Linked DNA regions of Sus scrofa: all the other regions are linked to region 3. Evidence: chromatin contacts called from public HiChIP or PLAC-seq data. All regions are on one chromosome and are shown on one strand. The core of a region is the stretch at or near the end of the contact, and the rest is flanking DNA. Distances in the headings are between cores, read along the strand shown. Region 1 has its middle 190 kb from the start of BCL6. Region 2 overlaps LPP (lipoma-preferred partner). Region 3 overlaps LPP (lipoma-preferred partner).

Evidence for each region. HiChIP or PLAC-seq counts read pairs in DNA pulled down with a chosen protein or histone mark.
Region 1: an H3K27ac HiChIP or PLAC-seq map of skeletal muscle shows a contact between it and region 3. The contact joins two enhancer-like sites.
Region 2: a contact with region 3 is called in an H3K27ac HiChIP or PLAC-seq map of skeletal muscle, with 4 times the contacts expected there. The contact joins two enhancer-like sites. A contact is called at or near these places in 2 of 2 datasets of contacts at active chromatin or transcription factors (alveolar macrophages and skeletal muscle).

Annotation. Positions count from the first base shown.
Region 1 is chr13:125,578,732-125,582,671 of Sscrofa11.1, reverse strand. No RefSeq gene overlaps it. Among named protein-coding and RNA genes, the nearest start is that of BCL6, 190 kb to the right of the region's middle. Within about 2 kb of position 2,206, at least 3 of the 83 cell types and tissues checked have an H3K27ac peak or open chromatin away from gene starts, as enhancers often do. A contact at or near this core is called in skeletal muscle, where this site is marked.
Region 2 is chr13:126,376,709-126,380,433 of Sscrofa11.1, reverse strand. All of the region lies in intron 8 of LPP (lipoma-preferred partner), which reads right to left. Among named protein-coding and RNA genes, the nearest start is that of MIR28, 96 kb to the right of the region's middle. Within about 2 kb of position 1,398, at least 9 of the 83 cell types and tissues checked have an H3K27ac peak or open chromatin away from gene starts, as enhancers often do. A contact at or near this core is called in skeletal muscle, where this site is marked.
Region 3 is chr13:126,067,698-126,071,679 of Sscrofa11.1, reverse strand. All of the region lies in intron 3 of LPP (lipoma-preferred partner), which reads right to left. Among named protein-coding and RNA genes, the nearest start is that of MIR28, 210 kb to the left of the region's middle. Within about 2 kb of position 2,624, at least 10 of the 83 cell types and tissues checked have an H3K27ac peak or open chromatin away from gene starts, as enhancers often do. A contact at or near this core is called in skeletal muscle, where this site is marked.

The DNA of each region.
Region 1 (3,940 bases), core at 957-3,456, 490 kb after region 3:
CGGTTGTGCCAGCTCTTGGGGAAGCCTTGGCAGACAGACCCTTCTGCCTCGCTGGGCTGGGCTTGCCTCGTCTAGCCAATTAGGGGTGGGACTAAGCCCTCAGCCTCTTATGACCCCACTCGAGCGTTCCTTCCTGAATAGGGAGCATCTCAAGTCTGTTCCTCACAGCCAGTTCCTGCCCATCACAGCTTACCTGTCCTGTGTCCTTTGCCTTCACGATCCTGTCCTCCACTAAGTGATGTTTGTCCTTAGCTACTGTGATGAACATACCTGCTGACGTGCACTTGGGCATTCATGTGCTTTGTCCTGATAAAATGTCACATTTTGCTGGGCCCTTAAAGATATAATTAATGATGGGAATCTTCAGGCCTGGAGAGGTTTGTAGGGGAGATATTGTTATTAATTATAAAAACTGTCAGTATACGATGGACAACACACTTTCTGTTCCTTTATCTCACTTGATTGTCACGTGAAAAGCAGGTTGGAAGGCACTATGGGCCTGTGAGAGGAGACCTGTGTCCTCCAGCTCTGCTACCCACTGTGGGTGTGGGAACTCTTTCTCAGTGTCTTCTTATCAGATGAGAGAAGGCTGATGAGGTGAGTCTAGAGCTCCCTTGGCTTTAACCTTCCTCAAATCTGGTACTGGGAGCATGTTTTGCAGAGAGTACATGAGATTTAGGTAGTTGAGGCCACTTGGAATCCACAGCATTCTCCCCAGTTTGTGGAATGCTGGCCAGTCCTGAGACAGGCAGCCCAGGGGTTGTTATTATTATACTCATTTCACAGACAGGGACGCAGAGACTCAGAGAGATTAAATGAATGGTCTGGAGTCACCCAGAGAAAAATGAAGGAACTGGGATTTAAACCCAGGCTCCAGGATGGCCAACCCTTCTGTGGGGTTAGTGATGTCTCTCGGGAGCTCTTGATCTGGTTTTTCTTGTGCTCCCCTGAGACCAGGGCCAGATTCGTTCTTGGAGAGCTGCAGCTAGGCTCTGGGGTGTCTTTTACTCTGAGAGGGGGCTATGACTCCCCCCTCAAATCCTACCCCCTCAGACTCTGGACTGTGCCTCCCTCAACCAACTTCCTGCCCCTGGCAGGTGCCAGCAAATCTGGGCCGGGCATTTTCTGTCTCACCTGCAACATTCACACTCCTTCCTTCTTGTTTCCCACCTCCAAGAGGTTGACCTTTGTGAAGACCAGTAGGTTCCCCTGCCCTCTGCCTTCTGGTTGGATTCAGCCTGGCACCGATTAGGTGGTGGGAGGGTGGGAGAAGGAGATGTGAGGATGGCTCCTTCCTAGCCCCCTACCTGCCTGCTGTAGCTTGGCAATGGTTGGGTGCATCCAAAGTGTCAGAAGCCACAGTTCCAGCTGGGCAGCCCCCTGCCAGCTCCCCAGCACTGCCTACTTTTCTGCTACATTCTGGTAATCTCTCCTTTTGCCCTTTCATCCCAAGGACCAGTAACAGCTCCAGGTTATTGTTAGCCTCAGGGTGCCTCCCTGTCTCTTGGTTTTCCTTGACCTTGGCTCAACCTTTATGAATTATACTTAAATTAATCTCTCTTTGGTCACCTTATTTTGAGTGTATCCTCTCCTTCCTCTTGGACCATTGATATCTACTGCCTCTTTCTTCCTTATATCTAGTCTTCCATTTCTTAAAAGCATGGATGATCCCGGCTTTTAACATGAAGTTCTGTTGGAGAAGGTTAAACTTCTTGCAGGGTTTAACCAAAAACCAAAACAAAGCTAAAGAAAAAGCAAAAGACTGGGTTTCCCAGGAATATGGGAAAGAGTACTGGGCTTGGACTTGGAAGCAGAAAACCCAAGTTTGCCACTTACTAGCTCTGCCCTGCTAGTCACTTGGCTCTTCCATTAAGTAGAGTAAGAATAGCTCTTTTGTCTTGTCTTTCTCATGAGCCTCTTGGGCAGATGAAATGAGGCCAGGCCAGTGGAAGTACTCTGAATGCTGAAGCATTTTCTGAGCATTAGGTGTTACTGTTGCTTTATCAGACATGGCATGTGGACAAAATCCTCAAAAGGCCATGTCTTGCATTTTCCAGTGCATTCAGATTCCCCTGTTGCCTCTGTGCCTCCTGGATTAGGAGACCTGGCATTTGTGGAATCCAAGATGAATGTCCAGGGGGTACTGGCCAAGCATGGGCCCACACGAACAGAGCTAAAAATACCTTTGACCTCAGTGGGAGCATCTCAGTCCTGAAGGGGATGGGCCTGGAAGGCAGAGTGTGAGGGGGAATGACTCCCATCATTCATCAGCTGGGGTGAGGGGAGGACAGGGACAAGGTGCTATCCTTTTCAAAGCCAGTGGGAACGGTGGCTTGATCTTTCTCTCTGTCTGTTAGTCTGTCTGTCTGTGAAGAAGATTAACCTGAACTTTTTGTACTTTTCCTGTTAGAGTGAAGGCCACACCTTAAAGCTCTTCCTCGTGGCCAAGCCTCTCAGGAATTTTCCCAGCCTGCCTTGTGGAGGTGACAGATACCTCCAGCCAGAAGGAGGTAAGGAGGTGATCCGAGGACTTTGGTGTGGAGTTAACTGCTGAAGCTGACTTCAAGCAGAGAAGGAGACACTAATCCAGGAGACTTGGTTTGATTTATTCAGGGATGGGGAGTGGGGAGACCCACTAGCTCTCAATCCTAAAGAGGAATGGTTTTCAAACAATAATCCTTAGAGCTCTAAATGGTTGCTATTTAAAATGTGGTCCATGGACCACCAGCATTGACAGCAACCAGGAGCTTGATAGAAATACAGACGTCTGATCCCACCACAGACCTCTAGATCTGAATCTGCCTTTTAACCAGATCCACTGTGGATTCACACGTGCATTAAAGTTTGAGAAGCACGGTTATAGGATCCCTGTGAAGTACCTGAGGGATAGGTGCTTTCCAGTTGTATAGATGGGGTCCCTTAAAAGATAACATTTGAAAAAGAAGCTCCATTTGTATTTAAAGAAAGAAGAAAAGGTGGGAATCAATGTGATCTTTCCCATTCTTTGGTAGAAGAGGAAATTCTGCGGCTGGTCTTTTTCCCTCTCTCCTTCTGAGGTCAGCCCCTGCCCAGCCTTTCCATTAGCTCCCCAGATGCCCAGCACAAGCCTGGCGTCGGCTGGATCCATAAATGAGGGGCCATGTTAGGTGACTAGTGGAAATTGGATTATATTTCCCAAGCTGCTTCTCAGCTCTGGGGTCTGGTCTTGACAGGACTGCCTGATGAGGCACTGAGGACTAAAAGGGAGCTTGCCGTGACCTGGGAGTTTAGGGCTTGGTGTGGGGGTTCTTTAAAAGGGAGGGCAGGAGGGTGGGGAGCTGTCTCCTATCCTCCTAGGTAGAATTAAGGAAGGATCTAGAGTTTGTTGTAAGAAGACCAGCCTGGCAGGAGCTGAGAAGAGAGAAGTCTACCTCCAGCTGGGATCTGGGCACAGCCCCATGGCGGCAGATTTTCAGGATTTCCAGAGGAAGTGCTTGGTGGCCCGCAGTCTCAGTTTGCTGCAATTATAAATATCTGTGATTCGCATCCCCTTCACATACTCCCCTGGAGCTGCGCAGCACGTTCTGCCACCGCTCCCCCTGCCCCACCTTCCCTCGGGTCCCTCACGGGCAACATCCATGGCTTCCGTCTCACAGCAGGGGAAGCCGAGGCTCTGCAAAATTATCCAAGGCACCACCTCCAACTGGGCTGACTGGGGGAAGAAACTAGCACATTAGCACAGCCTCAGAGTCTTTCATACACCGGCCCCAGATTTCTGGCTTGAACTTTGGCCTCTTCTTATCCTGCGTTTTCCCCTCAGTCCAGACCACCCACCCCTGCTGGTCTTCCCCAAACATATGGCCCTTGAGTTGTTTGCACATGTTCCTTTTCCTACTCTCATACCTCGACACCCCTAGACACACAGCTGTGCCTCTCTCTGCTGGCATGACACTTCACTGGA
Region 2 (3,725 bases), core at 149-2,648, 310 kb before region 3:
ATGGAGAGGACAGGAGTAAATTTGACGGCACAAGCTGAGGGAGTGTCACCCTGTGCCTTTCATTCTCACTGTGGAGAATGAGGCAGTCGTCCCTGGAGGAGGGAGTGGGGGTGGAGGGCAGTCAGAAACTGGGGTAGAGTGGAGGCTGTAGGTAACAGCTGAGAGCAGTGTGTAAGAATGTAGGCTGTGATTGGGGTCAAAGTTGGTCACAATTTATCACGATATCAATATTCCTGGCTCTGTGCTTTTCTCCTGCAATGTTCAACTGCTTTGGTGGGTGAGCAAAACACAAGTGGGTGGGCTCATTGAGATTACAGCCTTGCCAGGAGACAGTGACAGAAGAGAAAAGCAAAAGACTGAAGAAAGACGTTATGATGTAAATTCTTATGATATATTTATATAATCTATTTTCCAGAGGAGGTAAGGGATGATAAATGTCTTCAGAGTGAATCTCAGTAATAGTACAGCTAGCATTTATTAAACATCTATTAGGAGGCAGACACTGTGCTTGACACCTACCTGAACTCATTTAATCTTCCCAAGAGTCCAACACAGTAAGTACTATCAACCTCGTTTTATACACTTGCTTTAGAGAACTGAATAAATGTATAGAGTAATGGAGTCTGGGTTCAAATTGATTTCTCTTTGATTCAATGTCTGTATACTGCCTTGCAGCCTTCAATTCAGGTACATGGAAACTGAGCCAAGTGACAAGAATGGTCCTGAATGTCACGAGAAAGTGAGTTTGGATTTTTCATCTTGATATTTCCTGATGTGAATTTGCAATTGCATGGAAAAGCTAAGCACCCTTTAAATGCAAAAGGCATTGGCTGGTATTACCATATTATTTCCATCCAGGGCACATGGAAGACAGGATACACCATGTGGGCTGTTGGTGTAAGCATGCCCTGGGTTTATGGATAACTAGGTCCTTTTCCTGGGTTCCACTTTCATGCTGAAAAGACTGGTATAGGTCACAATCTCCACTCCCCTTTCCTTGACAGGAGTCCTTCTGCTGCTCCTTTCCTTCCAGTGGCCAGATGCTCCTGTTTAACACAGTGAGTCAGTCTCTTTGGATAGCTCTCAAGTGCCTACCTTCCTTTTAATGAAATACATATTGCTGAGGGCTGACTATGTTTCATGAATGGCAGCAGCCACTGTCTCAAAAATTTCTATTTAATTTTCACAAAACCTTGATAAGTACTGTTAAAGTGATTTTACATAATGAAGAAAGTGAAAACCTTGTTTACCTCTCTCTGAGAGTTCTATCCAGGACCAGTTTCACAGCCCTTTCCCCTAAAAGCTCTACAGCACTGTCAGAATCCAGAGAGCCTTCCAGCCTTTCTGGAGTCATGCTTTAAATATAACTTGAAAAAAAGGGATTGCTCAATCTCCTTTGGAAGGATGACCATTGCTTAACAGCTGGAAGTGTCTCCTCCATTACTGGAACTGGTTGCCCAGTACTGGGATTACTGGAAAGGGCTTTATGACTGGGACACTTAGTCAAATACGGGAAAATTTTTAGGAGCATTTCTGAAAGAAACAAATGGGTCCCCTTTGATAAAGATATGGATCCAGAAACAGAATGATGTGACGGAAGGCACCCAAGCAACACTGAGGTGGGATGGATGTGGAGCAATGGTGGTGAGCTCAGGGAGGCAGTGAGGACAAGGTTTAATCACTAGAAGGGAGAAACAGGTAGAAGCGGTGGACTTTTACCAAAAGCCTAGACCTCTATAGGACTCTGTCCAAGTGGCTGGAGAATCTGTCTGGAGACTAGGAACTCGGAGCTTGAGCTCTTTCTCTGACCTTACAGATGATGTGGGGACATCATTGACTTCACCAAAGCCTCCTTTCTCCCGCTTGTGCTTCTAGACTTGGATACAAAATAAGCCTGTTGCTGGGAACCCGTCAAGAGGTTTCATTTGCTGCCTAAGTTCTGGTCCTCACAGATACCCATTTCCACACCTACTGCAGATTCATTTTGGAGAAATAAATTGCAATGCTCCAAAGAAATACTGCTCTAATCCAGCTCCTAGAAATGCAAAGAATTGCTTTCAAATTTACCAAAAGTCCTTGAATTTGAAAAATACCTCTGACAAGGGTATAGAAATCAAAGCTCTCCCTTCCCTACAAAATTTAAAAATACCTTCTACCCCGGCAGAAATCAAGGATGTGATAAGCAACTAACAGATGCTCCAGTTTAAATGACAAAGTTTAGAGCCACAAAGTCTTACATTCAAATCCTCTAACCGGGGTTCCTGTTATTGCTCAGTAGTTAGTGAACCTGACTAGCATCCATGAGGTTGAGGGTTCAATTCCTGGCCTCCGCTCAGTGTGTTAAGGATCCGGCATTGCTGTGAGCTGTGGTGTAGGTCGCAGACACGGCTCAGATCCTGTGTTGCTGTGGCTCTGGCATAGGCCAGTGGCTACAGTTCCGATTGGACCCCTAGCCTGGGAACCTGCATATGCCGCAGGTGCGGCCCTAAAAAGACAGAAAGACCAAAAAAAAAAAAAAAAATTCCTCTAACCAGCTGTGTTTTTGGGCAAGCCCCTTATGCTTTCTGAGCCTTGATTTCCTATTAGACAATAACAACAAAATACAAACAACAACAACAAAAAACCCTGTACAACAAAGCTCACATTTACATTGGAAATGTTTTATAAACTGGAAAACATTAAATGTTATTATTATTATTGTTCCTTAATTCAAAACAACTAATGGACATCATCTATAGACCAAGACAGTGCTAACTGCTAAAGGTACAAAGAAGTAAGTTACACCTGGATGGAGGTGAAAAATTTCATAAATCTCGCTTCTGCTTAAAATAGGTAGAAGACAATAAAATCCAATATGCAAACTTACTCTACTAGGATTGTGAAATGGGTTATAAAATTTTCCTTCAACTTTAAAACATGTATTGTAACTCTGAATCTTATTTTTGTTATGGCATATTTATCTTTTTTTTTTTTTTTTGTCTTTTTGTTATTTCTTTGGGCCACTCCCGCAGCATATGGAGGTTCCCAGGCTAGAGGTCGAATCAGAGCTGTAGCCCCCGGCCTACGCCAGAGCCACAGCAATGCAGGATCCAAGCCACGTCTGCAACCTACACCACAGCTCAAGGCAACGCCGGATCGTTAACTCACTGAGCAAGGGCAGGGACCGAACCTGCAACCTCATGGTTCCTAGTCGGATTCGTTAACCACTGAGCCACGACAGGAACTCCTGGCATATTTATTTTTTAAATCAAGTTCTACATATCCCAATAGGTCAATTTCTTTATTTAAGGCAAAGGAAAATTTTTTTTTTCTTTTTTAAATTTGACTACACCTATAGCATATGGTAGTTCCTGGGCCAGAGATTGAATCTGAGCTGAAGTTGCAACCTAAGCCATAGCTGCAGCAATTCCAGATCCTAAAGCCACTGTGCCACAACAGGAACTCCTAAGGCAATGGGAATTCTAAGTACTAGACTAGAAGAATGATATTAATATGCTGGACAAATCCAGAAGAAAGTGGTCAGCATGGTAAGTGGCCTTGATATCAGGGCAATGTGTGGGTGGAGGATTTAGCCTGAAGAAGAAAACTTCTTCAAATACTTAAAAGGCTTTCAAATGGAAGACAACTACTAGCTGTCTTCTTTGTGGACAAATGAGTAGATGTTTTAAGGAAACAGACTTCCATCCAAAACAAGAAATAACTTTATAACCTCTACAGAGTTCAAC
Region 3 (3,982 bases), core at 1,375-3,874:
TCACTGGAGGTGTAATCAGTTAAAATGAGTGAGTGTTTACAACACAAGATGGTGAATTAGTCTCTCTCAGCTGGAGAACAGGAACATTAGGCTCTAAGAGATCAAGGCTAAGGATTGTGGACCCTAGTAATAACAGTCACTTCAAAATAAAACACACGTCAATAGCATCTAGCATTCTCTCTCCTCTGAGCCAAGGCAATGCACAGAAACCTCGTGGAATTACCTTTCTCCAGCTCTCCATCTTTGCTGCTCTCTCCAACCACGACCCTTCATCTGGCTCTTGCCACCATGGTAACCATAAATGTATTACATTAAAAAAAATCAATTATAAATGAGCATACTATTTATAAGCAACATGAGACCAAGATCATAGTGGTACTCATTTATTCCCTGTCTATATCTGTAACTGATAGCTGGGCATCCCCATCTGAACCTCTAGCTCAGTGCTCAAAATGGAATTCAGATCCCCTAACCCACAGACCCGCTCACCTTCCCTTGGGTCCTCTGTTTTTCTATTTACTTTAGTACAATTCTCCCTATCACAAAGGTTGGGTGAAAAAAACAAACAAACAAACAAACAAAAAAAAAAAACAACTATTTTCTCTTTTCTGTCTCATTCATTCACCCTGAATATAGCAAGCCACATTAAATTATTCCAAAATTTTCAAATCCATTTACCACTCTCCAGTTTTACTGCCACAAAAATATTACCTCATACATAGATTTATGAAACAGCCTAAATGGTTTCCATTCTTCCCAATCTAGTTCATTCCAACAAATCATATACACTGTTGCCAGACTGAAAACTTCCATTGGCCCCCCAAATAACCAAAACAATTTTTGGAAACAAAACAGACAGAGTTGGAGGACTCTCCCTTCCTGGTTTCAAAACTCACCACAAAGTTACAGTAATTAAAACAGTGTGGTGCTGGCGTAAGAACAGGCATAAAGACCAGTAAAACAGAATAGAGAATCTAGAAATAAACCCTCACATATATGGCCAACTGAGTGGATGGCAACAGTGCTGGAATTTTAGAGAAGGATGGGTTGGGAATACTAGAGGCTTGGTAAAGCTCCTGCTCCAGGCTTCCCAGGATCCAATAGGACCTCCTCCTGTACGGTCAGAATCCCCAAACAAGGTGGGCTTCTTATGAGAAAATGGAGCAAGCTGACAAGTTCTACCATATACCCTCCTAGAGTGCTCTGGTGATTATGCATTTTTTGAGATCACTGCTGCAAACAGAAGCTCTGCAAGTTCTCCACTTCAGAATGCTCACTTTGCTAAGCCATTTACCCAGTCGTCTGTCTGACTACCTTCCTTGACTCCAAGAACTTGCTCAGGATTTTCCCTGTATCAGGACCTTCCTCTCCACCACGTCTTCATTTCACACCCCTAACTGTTCTCAGAGGCCCAGGTCACCTGCCAACCCTACAAAGCCTCCCTTGGCTGCCCCCAACAAAAGAACCTTCCCAACTCTCACCCTCTGGAGCCCTGCTAGGGCATGTTCACCATACATCTTATTGAGAATACAGTAGCCATTTACCTGCACAAAGTGTTCCTTGAGGGCACATACCATGTACAATTCATCACTCCAGTCCCAAAGCACCTCTTCCCATGCCTCAGAGAGTTGAGATGGAGAAGAGGTAAGAAAATATCTTCCAAGTGGGTATATGCATGGATTCTTGACAACCATAAGTTGAATCCTAACCAATTTAAATTATTCCTTAAAGGGAAAATCTGAGTGGCTCTCAATGTAAAAATAAGTGTATATATAATGAGAGAAAGAGGGAGGGGGAGGGAAAGGGAGAGAGAGGCATAGGAGTGTAACTAAAACAAAAGCAAAATGAAGACCTAGCAGCCAAATAAACAAGCATTGTGCTTTCTCTGGAATGTTTAGAAATCTTGGAGAGGGACCACATAAAGAGCCCTGAGGTGGCACTAACTTGGCACATCAAGTGCTTCTGTGACTGGGTCTGGGGATATTACTAGGTCACTTTTATTATGGACAAACTGATCTTGAACAATTTGTAAGACCTAAACAAGCTATTGTGATGAAGCAATCAAACAGTTTGGTTTTGTCCCGAAAACTCAGCAAAATAGCTAAGGCAAAACAACCACCACAACCAGGCAGTCAGACAAACAAGGACATCCTCAAATCCCTGTGCCTTTTCTTAGTTCTGGATGGGCTCTTCTTGGCCCATGTTTACCTATAAACCCACACCCAATACCTGCAATGGGCAAGTCTCACATCATGAGCAAACTTCAAAAGGCCTCCAAAATCTTATTAGATGCTGCAAAATCTGTTAGATCCATGAACTTATATTTTGTTTGTTTGTTTAATTAGAACAGAGAATTCAAAAAGTAATCTCCTGAAAAGTCAAGTTTTGTCTCCAGGGAGGCACTCCAAGAAAAACCTCATTCTTTGTATTTCATTCACTCTGCTTTCTTCCCTTGCTCAGATTAGGAAGTCATGTGATAGAAGACTGTCCCAAATGCAAAGTTTGATGACGTATTCTGGGCAGAAGTTCAAGCACCTTGTTATTTTAGCAGACCTGGTCTGGCTGCCCAAAGACATAATTTAGCTGAGTGCAAACCTCACCCCCTCCTCCTGCTTCATTTGGCCAGCTGCCTCGGAAGGCCTTTCATTCCAGAGGGCAAAGGATTTATGGCTCCCTTTTATTCCTGCAACAGTAGTTCCACTTCTCTGAGTTTCAAGTTCAGTGAGCTCAGCCTTGGCATTCAAGGTTCTCCTTATGTCTCATCCTTAAGAGCATTTGTCCCAGGTCTGTTTGCCAGGGACATGATGGCAGTTCCCTTCCTGGCCCTTGATTCGGCAATATCTTGCTTCTTCTTACAAACAGACCCATCTCATTACTTGAGTTACTTCACCAAGTCCCACTGACACTTCCATGGCTTAGCTGACACTAACGGCACTAATGGCACTAACTCTATATAAACTCACAAAAGTATCAGATTAGAAAGGAATCAGAATGGAATAGGAGGTTCTGCTAGTATAGGGTCAGCAAACAATGGCCAAATGCAGACCATCTCCTGTTTTATAAATAAAGTTTTATTGGAAAACAGCTATAGTCATTAATTCACTTATCGCCTATGGCTGCCTTTGTGTTCAGTTGGCAGAACTGAGTAGTTCCATTTGGACTCTCAGAAAAATATGGCAAACCTGATCTGGCCCTTGAACTCCTTGTACAGATGAGAAACTTAAGATTCAGTAAGGTTAAACAGTGTTCCTAGGGAGTAAAAAAAATTCAGAGCCTAATAATTAGGGCAGGACTAGTCATATATAGTGTTCACACTGAGTAAATACTAGACCTCTCCAAGGTTCGACAGTAAATTTTATTTCTTTAATGTAGAATAGTGCTAAGTTTTTAGGTTTTTTTTTTTATATGACAACATTGTTGCCTTTGAGAAATTTATTGTCTAGAGGAGAGAATAGACACATAAACAAATAATATCAATATAATAATGTATTTGTTTTCTATTGTTGCTGCAAAACTTACCAGAAACAATTACTGAAAAGCGCTGAAAATTTATTATTATTATCTTACATTGCTATAAATAAGAAGGCTGTCATGAATCCCACTTGGCTAAAATCAAGGTGTCAATATGTGTGCTTTCCTTGCAAGATCTCTAAGGAGAAACCATGTCTTTACTTTTCCAGCTTCTAAAGGCTACCCTCATTCCTTGGCTTGTGCTCCCCTTCTGCCATGTTCAAAGCCAGCAAAGGCTATGGCGTTTTTACTCAAATTGTATCACTCCAAAGATTTCTTCTAGCCCCATCATCCATTTCTAAGGACCCCTCAGGACGAAAGGCCTTTAATTCCATTTGCAAAATTTATTCCCTTTGCCATGTTATTGGACATATTCACAGCTTCCAGAGATTAGGCTGTTAACATCTTTGGGGCCATTACTGTGCTAGCCACAAGTTGTCATAAAGAAGGGAAGTGTGCACACAGTGCTAGA